2 separate regions of the Triticum aestivum genome follow, and region 1 is linked to region 2. A link is a contact called in public Hi-C data. All regions are on one chromosome and are shown on one strand. The core of a region is the stretch at or near the end of the contact, and the rest is flanking DNA. Distances in the headings are between cores, read along the strand shown.

Region 1 (4,870 bases), core at 1,913-4,412, 250 kb before region 2:
TCAAGAGAACGGGGTTGATGGAGTCGTACTCGTCGTGATCCAAATCACCGATGATCCTAGCGCCGAACGGACGGCACCTCCGCGTTCAACACACGTACGGAGCAGCGACGTCTCCTCCTTCTTGATCCAGCAAGGGGGGAGGAGAGGTTGATGGAGATCCAGCAGCACGACGGCATGGTGGTGGAAGTAGCGGGATCCCGGCAGGGCTTCGCCAAGCGCAAGCGGGGAGGAAGAGGTGTCACGGGAGGGAGAGGGAGGCGCCAGGGCTTAGGTATTGCTGCCCTCCCTCCCCCCACTATATATAGGGCCAAGGGAGAGGGGGGCGCAGCCTTGGCCCTTCCTCCAAGGAAGGGTGCGGCCAGGGAGGAGTCCTTCCTCCCCAAGGCACCTCGGAGGTGCCTTCCCCCTTTAGGACTCTCCCTTTTTTCTTATCTCTTGGCGCATGGGCCTCTTGGGGCTGGTGCCCTTGGCCCATATAGGCCAAGGCGCACCCCCTACAGCCCATGTGCCCCCCCGGGGCTGGTGGACCCCCGGACCCCTTTCGGCACTCCCGGTACAATACCGATAAAGTGCGAAACTTTTCCGGCGACCAAAATAAGACTTCCCATATATAAATCTTTACCTCCGGACCATTCCGGAACTCCTCGTGACGTCCGGGATCTCATCCGGGACTCCGAACAACTTTCGGGTTACCGCATACTAATATCTCTATAACCCTAGCGTCACCGAACCTTAAGTGTGTAGACCCTACGGGTTCGGGAGACAGGCAGACATGACCGAGACGACTCTCCGGTCAATAACCAACAGCGGGATCTGGATACCCATGTTGGCTCCCACATGCTCCTCGATGATCTCATCGGATGAACCACGATGTCGAGGATTCAATCAATCCCGTATACAATTCCCTTTGTTAATCGGTATGGTACTTGCCCGAGATTCGATCGTCGGTATCCCGATACCTTGTTCAATCTCGTTACCGGCAAGTCTCTTTACTCGTTCCGTAACACATCATCCCGTGATCAACTCCTTGGTCACATTGTGCACATTATGATGATGTCCTACCGAGTGGGCCCAGAGATACCTCTCCGTTTACACGGAGTGACAAATCCCAGTCTCGATTCGTGCCAACCCAACAGACACTTTCGGAGATACCTGTAGTGCACCTTTATAGCCACCCAGTTACGTTGTGACGTTTGGTACACCCAAAGCATTCCTACGGTATCCGGGAGTTGCACAATCTCATGGTCTAAGGAAATGATACTTGACATTAGAAAAGCTCTGAGCAAACGAACTACACGATCTTGTGCTAGGCTTAGGATTGGGTCTCGTCCATCATATCATTCTCCTAATGATGTGATCCCGTTATCAACGACATCCAATGTCCATGGTTAGGAAACCGTAACCATCTATTGATCAACGAGCTAGTCAACTAGAGGCTTACTAGGGACATGGTGTTGTCTATGTATCCACACATGTATCTGAGTTTCCTACCAATACAATTCTAGCATGGATAATAAACGATTATCATGAACAAGGAAATATAATAATAACCTATTTATTATTTCCTCTAGGGCATATTTCCAATAAAACCCCGGGCAGGCAACGGAACCCGGATCCCTTTCATAAACATGGGGTCGGCATCGCCCCTCAATCCGGTTCGCACTTGGCCGGGTTTGGCAACCCGGCCGAAACTGCAACACAGCCGGGCCTGCTAGCGCATGCCGGCCGAACCCGACAAACCAAGGCTTCTCCAACAAGCCAGCGCCCTCATGGCGTCTTCCTCAACCCGGCCTCGGGTCAGCTCCCGTCCCATCCAAGGCATACGACGGAACAAGTCCCCGTAGAGGGGATGAGCGTGGCTACAGTGGTCTACCAACCCCGCTGACCGGCAGGAGCGTGGCTACAGTGTCCCACCTACTCCGCTGACCAGGGCCGGCGTGTCAACAGTGCCCCCCTCATCCTACTGACGCAAGCCGATGGCGACCAGGCGGAGCGCCACTGTAGCCGAGCCGGCCCAACCACTTCATGACGCACGACAAGACGGAGAACGGTGCCCCCTAGCGCGCGGGGACCGCACCCGGAGAACCCGGCGAATCCTGGTACCCGGCGGGTCCCAGCTCCGGCTTCCCACACACACACACACACACACTCACAAAGAAGGAGCAGCCTAAGCCTTTGCCTTCCCTCCTTTCTCCCCCGAACAGCTCTAGGAGCAACTCTGTACTACTTCACATATATACCACTCTCGGCAAGACTAGGGGTATTATCTCTCAGAAGAGCTCCGAACCTGGGTATGTCTTGTGTATTCCTGGCCAAACGGGCCGGCCCAGCCCGGCCCGCGGCAATCGTGCCTGCCACGGCACGGCCTGCCACGACATGATTATTAGCCGGACCGTGCCGTGCCGGCCCACGGGCGGGAGCTTGCAACCGAGGCACGGCATGCAACCTATTTGGGCCGGCACGCGGCACGCCCAGGCACGCCGGCCCGTTATCGCACGCTGGGCCGCCTGGCGCATTTTTCCCCTCTGTACAGCAAATTTTTTTTCTTCCAAAAAATGTAGAAAAATGCACAAAAAATGTAGAGTATTATCTGGGATAAATCTAGAGTTTTATTAACGCTTGCCTCATTAAAACCTTCCATCCCAAAGAAGTAAAAGAGTACAAGCTATGCTCTAGAAATACTAAAAGATTAAAAGAAATAGAAAGAAATATATTAGAGCACTACAAATGTACGCATGCACTACAAAAGTATTGAACATATTAGAGTACTAGGTATTTATATAGGACATATTTATTTATATATTTCAAAAAAAAGTTAAACGGGTTGTGCCGTGCCGCCCCGCGTGCCCAGCCTCCAGGCCCAGGCACGGCCCATGGCGTGCCGCGTGCCGTCCTGGCCCGTTTAGCCCGGGCCGTGCCATGCCTGGGCCGTGCCGTTCCTGCGTGCTACCGGGCCGGCCCAGTTAGCACGGCCCGTTTGGCCAGCTATAGTCTTGTGTCACACGCTCGCTCATGCCGACCTCGTCTCTGAAGCCCACCGATGCCCTTAAGCCTGTCCCTCTCTTTAGCCACCTTTTGGCATGTGCCTTGCGCCCACCAGGACAGTAGCCAAGCCCGGGTCCTATAATCTTCTGGAGAATTTATCCTGTCTCCCCCTTCCTTTCGATTAGATTAACCACCCTGAAGCCCATTCAGCACAAGGCCCATCTGAGCCCATTCCCCATTCCCCCAAACCCTCACCCTCCTCCGCCGGCATCGAACCGCCGGAGCGGCCGCGCCACCATGCACCACCTCCTCCCTCCTCGCGGCTGCCTGCTCCGATGCCTGTCCACGGCCGCCGAGACCGCCGCAGCCTCGCCCCATCCACCGCGGCGCCCGCTGGCCGATTCACTCTACCGCCGCGTCACTGCCGTATGGAACCCGCGCCTCCCGCTGACTCCCGTGCTGGAGCAATGGGCGGTCACGGAGGGCCGGGCCGTCGAGAAGAACAACCTCATGTGCATCGTCAAGAAGCCCGTCCGCATCCGCCGCTTATCCCACGCGCTCGAGGTCGCAATCACCCCAACCCCGAAGCGAACACTCCCTTTGCGCGCACCCCACTCGCTGATTCTTTGTGCTCTTGCAGCTTTCAATGTGGATGACCGACCGGCGGTACATGTACCTGTCGCCTGGCGACGTCGCGTACCGGCTGGAGCTGATCAGCAAGGTGCAGGGCCCCGAGAGTGCCGTGAACTACTGGAAGGGCTTGTCGATCCAGGTGAAGAACTCTCATTGCTACGGCTCCCTCCTGAAATGCTATGCGGAGGCAAAGTCCGTAGACGAGGCCGAAAAGCTCTTCGCGGAGATGCAGGACTTGGGAATGATGAGATCATATCCTTACAATGTGATGATGAAGCTTTACTGGGAGACCGGGCAGGTTGAGAGGGTGCACGCCATGTACAGGACCATGGAAGAGAGCGGCATCAAGCCTGATGTCTTCAGTATCAACATTCTGTTGACGGTGCTCGCAGCTGCTGGGAATTTTGATGGCATTGAGGAAATTATCAAGAAGGTCGACCCGAAGATCGTGAATTGGCACTCACATGCCATTGTAGCCAGGGCCTTCATGGAAGCCGGGCAGCAAGGAAAGGCCTTGCGAGCTATCCAGGAATCAGAAAAGCAGATAGGTCGGAAGGATGAGAGGGTTGCATATGGGTTCTTGCTTTCCATGTTTGCTGATTTGGGAATGAGTAGTGAGGCGGACCGGGTTTGGAATGTCTACAAGTCCAAAGTGCCGGCATGCAACTCGATGTACATGTGCAGGATAACTGCGCTGCTTAAGATGAATGACATTGATGGTGCTGAGAAAGCCTTTGGAGAGTGGGAAAGTAGGTATGTTCACCATGATATCCACTTAACAAACTTACTGCTAAATGCTTACTGTGCCAAAGGTCTTATGGAGAAGGCAGAAGCTCTCCTGGATGAAGCCATCGCCAAAGGGAGGACACCTCACCGTAGTACTTGGTATAGTTTGGCTAGTGGATTTTTCCAGGACGGCCAGGTGTCGAAGGCGGTGGATATGACAAGGAAAGCTCTTGCTTGTGCGTCTTCTCGATGGGAACCTGACCTAACAAATGTGCTAATGAGCCTGGAACATTTCATGGAGCAAAAGAATGTTGAAGCAGCCGAGGAGATGGCAAGCCTGCTACGGAATTTAGTACCTTTGACAAGGGATGTTTACCACATTTTACTGCAGACATATGTTCATGCAGGACAACCAGTGTCAGATTTACTTGATCGCATGAAAAAAGATGGTTTTGAGGCTGATGAAGAAACAGATAAAATCATCGCTGGAATATGCCAGTAGATATCCGCATCTTCCTATCACTAA
Region 2 (4,584 bases), core at 479-2,978:
GTTAGGATCAAAGGAAATCATCTTTAGAAAATTGGTGGGATCAAACAAAAAAGCAAGATTTTCTCAATAATTAAATAAACAAGCACAACTTTTTATTTAAATGATATTGATTTCATGATCCATTTAAAGATATTAGTTTCGTATTATAAATGGTAATATTACTTCTGTAAGTTAGTCAAATATTACAAAGTTTGACTCAAACAAAACTTATATGCAAGAATAAAAATGAAAATGAAGGAGTAACTACCTTCCTCCTTTTTTGCAAAAAGACAACTCCAATATAAAAGTGTATCGTACGTACAAAGCACCTCAAACATAATATAAGTTATATATCATGATCATTGGAGTAACTGTAATTTTCATGTTTGTATGAGTCGATACTAATTCAGGGAAAAAAATTGTCTCCAAGAAAAGGGATCAAATGGAAATGAGGTGCTCCTAAGACCTTTTCATTTTCTCTTTAATATGTAGCACTAGCTGTGTGGCTACGACTATCTTTTGTGTCGTAAAAGAAGCAAAACTTTATTGCAATTATTCTCCTTGCACTCCATATCGATTTGGGATCTGATCCATGCTTATCCGAGTCTATGACGCAGAACTTCTATAGGACCCATGCATGTAAACTTTTCAATTTCTATATAGCTGTACCCTTTACTCAATGCGTTTTTTTCTGACAACAATGTGTTGGTATTTGATTGTAATATAATCACTGAAAAACAAACAAACCCTGTAACCGACTCGTGCAACACGTTGGAGCACACTATTTTTTTGTTTGCACGTGGGAGTGCACCATATGTGTGTGTGTATTCCATCGAAACTGCCAATGACCTCACTCGCCTCGATATTCAGCGAGCTGATATTTATTATATTAAAAAAATACACGCTGTTCATGCCAAACAAGCGCCAAAACGTGCAAATGCCGGGGGTACGAAAATAGGAACGCCATAACGACATCCCAAAAAAACTGTTCGGTGCCAAACCAGCACACCCCATACACGTTTTTGCTTGCTGGCAGTGGCAGGCCGTTGTAGAACGCGCCACATTCTGTTACAGGAGAAGAAGAAGAAAAAATGCACCACACGATGGACGTATGGGAGACGCCTAGCTAGGAAACGCTATTTCGAGCAAAATGATACTACTCGTAGTAACTACTTTGTGCTAGCTAGTAAACTGCTCGATTTAATGAAAAGAAAAAAGAGTCTGATAGTTTTTGGTATACTCATAGCCGCCTGTGGTGGCTGCTACCGTCGCGAACTGCTCGTCAAACGGAGTATTACTCGTTAGTCCGCTACGTGTATCGATCGACCAATGAAATGAAGAGTCTAATGCTACATCATCTTGTAAAATAAACACTTTCCTTTGTGTATAACAAAAAAAAAACTTTCGGAGATGGTGTGTCGAAGGCTCGAAGGTGTCATTTTCCAAATGCCGTCGGAGAGGCAGAAGTGATGAACCGAAAGAAAGAAAAACTATAGAGAGGACGACGACCAACGCGTGAAGTTAAATGACCGCAAAATAAGTAGTTAAAATGGATACATAATGCTACATTTTAAAGAAAATCAAAGCTGCTGCTAGCCTGTGAAAACTCCAGTGCCAAAGATTACTACACGCGACGGGAACTCGGGGCGGGGCGGGTCGCGCCGTTGGCGTGGGCGGGCCGCAGCCTGGCTCGAACTCGAACAGCCCGGACGCAAGCGGCGGGGGTATAAATAGCCGCCCACGCCCCACCATTCCTTCCACCGCAAATCAACCGCCCCGTCCGCGTCCCCGACCCGATTAACCCTACCTTCCGCTCGATTCCACTCCCCTTCCCTCCTCTTCTCCCCCCGCTCGTCGGGTCCGGAGCAAGCAGCGCCACCGACGCACATCATAGCAATGGCGGCCGCGCTGAGGAGGGCCGTCGCGCAGCGCTTCGCGTCGGCGGCGGCGCCGCAGCAGGCCTACGGGATGCCCCGCCGCTTCATGCAGGAGCGCCCCGCCTTCCGCCCCGCCGTGCCCCCGGACGTCGGCTTCATGCCCCTGGCCGACCGGATCCGCGACCACCTAGGCGTCTCCTTCCCGCGCATCAACCTCGACGGCCTCGTCCCCCCCGCCCCTGCCCGGCCCCAGCACCAGACGAGGGAGGCCGCCGCGGTGGTGGGCAGCCTCACGGTGGAGGAGGCGCGGAAGGTGCTGCGCGCCACGCAGATGGAGGCGGCGCGCGCGCGGGTGCGGGCGTCCCGCGAGGGCACCGTGCCCTACGCCGAGTTCCTGCGCCTCTGCTGCGACGCCGCGGGCGCCGACGACGGGCCCTCCGTCGCGCGCGCGCTCGACGAGTCCGGATCCGTCATCGTGCTCGGCAGGACCGTCTTCCTCAGGCCCGAAATGGTACGGCCCGCCCCTCCTCCTCCTCCCTGCCTCCCATTTCGCTGCTTCAAATCAAATCAATGACCTGTCTAAATGTTGCTTGATCCGTCCCAACCTTTTTGCTCTAGTTTTGCCTTGCAGTTAGCGTCTTTTACAGACAAAAAAAGACACGTTGGTTCCTCTGTTCTGCTCTCTTCTCTTGTTCTACTGTTCATTTTAATCCGGGTGACCGGGTACAGAATTTCACAAGGCTAGAGATCTGACGAGATTTTTCGCGTGTTTTGCATGTTTCTCCCAACAGGAAATGAACCAAAGAAACGGCGGTGTTCTAAAACAATAGAGCAGTTGTGACACCAAAAGTTTGGGGGATTTTACTTACCCCCCTTCCGTTCCGTTCCAAGATGGGAGTTTCCTTTCTTCTCTCAAAACCAGAAGGAAAACAACAAATCTAATTTCTACCCCTCGATCTAAATCTGAGGAGGGAAGAAACTAAATGACAGTCTTGCTAAAATTACAAAAAAAAATCTCCGATGAATGAAACATGAGGAGAACCTAGCTGCCATTGGGCACCCAAAAAAGAACATGCTTGGTTATTCTCTATATTCAGATTGGTTGGCGTCTAGTATCACGCTGATGATAATGGCTTCACTATTTTGGGAATTGGAGCACATGTTTTCAACTTCATCATTTCCATTGGTAGTCATGTAGATGTTCATACTGAAGTACTTCACCGGATTTCTTACTATTCAATAGTTTAAAATACACATTAGTGAAGCACCATTCCACTTGCTGTTGTCCGATCTACAATTAGATGGCAGTGATAAGCAATTGATAGTATGAATCTGCTGTTTGAATTGCATAGTAGAAGATTCAAATCACAGTACAATCATGTCAGTGGTGGTGGTGGGTTGATTTACCTTTGAGCATGTCATGCATCACAACAATTTAGTTGGTTACATAGTGGAAGATGTAGAACTACTACCACTACCATTTGCATAACAAGTAGTGCCTGTTGTGGCCATGAGATCAGCCCTTTTTAGCAATTGCGACACCAGAATGGCCCATCATGTGGTGTCCTTGTCACTGGTTCGGTTCGTTTGTTAGGGTGAAAGCTATTTACTAACATTTTTTTGCATTTTGTTTAGAGAATTCAATCTGTTACCCGCATCTTAACTGTAACAGTGTAGAATTGATCTTGTTACTACTATTTGTTTTCATGAGATATGAAGTACTAAAAAAATGCTGTTGTTATTTCCTGCTGAATAAATAAGCTGCATCCCTTCCCATTTGAAAAATAGGAGACTAACACAGGGCTAACAAGTCAATGACAAATCTACTTCTCTTATCTTGGTGACCTTCCCCCCCAAAAAAAAGTTCTGGGTGGACCTAAACAAAGTTTAGGAACATCAACACATGCCATCTGGTTCTGATTAGGTAATAGTACTCATAGGCAAGATAAGTGGTACGATTTGTTGTTTGTTTTTGCTTGGTCCCTCCGTGGTCACCATAACTTGGCAAGCTACCCCTTGCAAGTTGTGGCTGTCGGCGGTGACAAAACTATTTGTGGAAAATCTTTTTGCATGATTTAGTCTTGTAGCTGTATCTAGAATTTTAGATGTTAAGGCGTGCAGTCGATATGTGTTTAATGCCCAATACTGACTTGACAAAAAAACATTTTCTTTTGAATGGTATTTGAATCCATGTGGAGGATAGAGACCAAACATTTTGCACTTGTTTGAGCTAAATGTTTTTGTCCTTCCAGTATTGCTCTTTCTTTGATGGATCTCCCTTGAAAAGAAGAGCAGCCAAGTAAAATTTGGATATGTTTTTGTCCTTTTCTTCAAAATTTCAGGTTGTGAAAGCAATTGAGAAGGCAATACCCATACCGCGAGGGCTATCTGTTGCTGAGAATCACCCTGCAAGGGAGGAGCTGAAGGCCATGGAGGCCCAGAAGGTAGACATCGACCGCATGGCGACGCTCCAGGTGCGGCGGGAGCTGTGGGGAGGGCTGGCTGCCCTGGCCCTCCAAACGGCCGGCTTCATGAGGCTCACATTCTGGGAGCTCTCCTGGGACGTCATGGAGCCCATCTGCTTCTTCGTGACGTCGACGTACTTCATGGCCGGCTACGCCTTCTTCCTCCGGACCAAGAGGGAGCCGTCGTTCGAGGGCTTCTTCCAGAGCCGTTTTGTGGTGAAGCAGAAGCGTCTGATGAAAGCCCGGGATTTTGACGTCCGCCG

Evidence for each region. A called contact is a pair of places that touch in the nucleus more often than the background predicts.
Region 1: a Hi-C map of leaf shows a contact between it and region 2, with 9 times the contacts expected there. The contact joins the promoter of LOC123181218 here to the promoter of LOC123181216 in region 2. A contact is called at or near these places in 1 of 5 Hi-C or Micro-C datasets (leaf) and 1 of 1 datasets of contacts at active chromatin or transcription factors (leaf).

What each region holds. Positions count from the first base shown.
Region 1 is chr1D:240,672,182-240,677,051 of IWGSC CS RefSeq v2.1, reverse strand. LOC123181218 (pentatricopeptide repeat-containing protein At2g20710, mitochondrial) reads left to right here and starts at 3,162. Exons shown (of 3, transcript XR_006491551.1): 1 at 3,162-3,549; 2 at 3,626-4,870.
Region 2 is chr1D:240,417,092-240,421,675 of IWGSC CS RefSeq v2.1, reverse strand. LOC123181216 (calcium uniporter protein 2, mitochondrial) reads left to right here and starts at 1,728. Exons shown (of 2, transcript XM_044593475.1): 1 at 1,728-2,367; 2 at 4,199-4,584. The coding sequence starts at 1,876.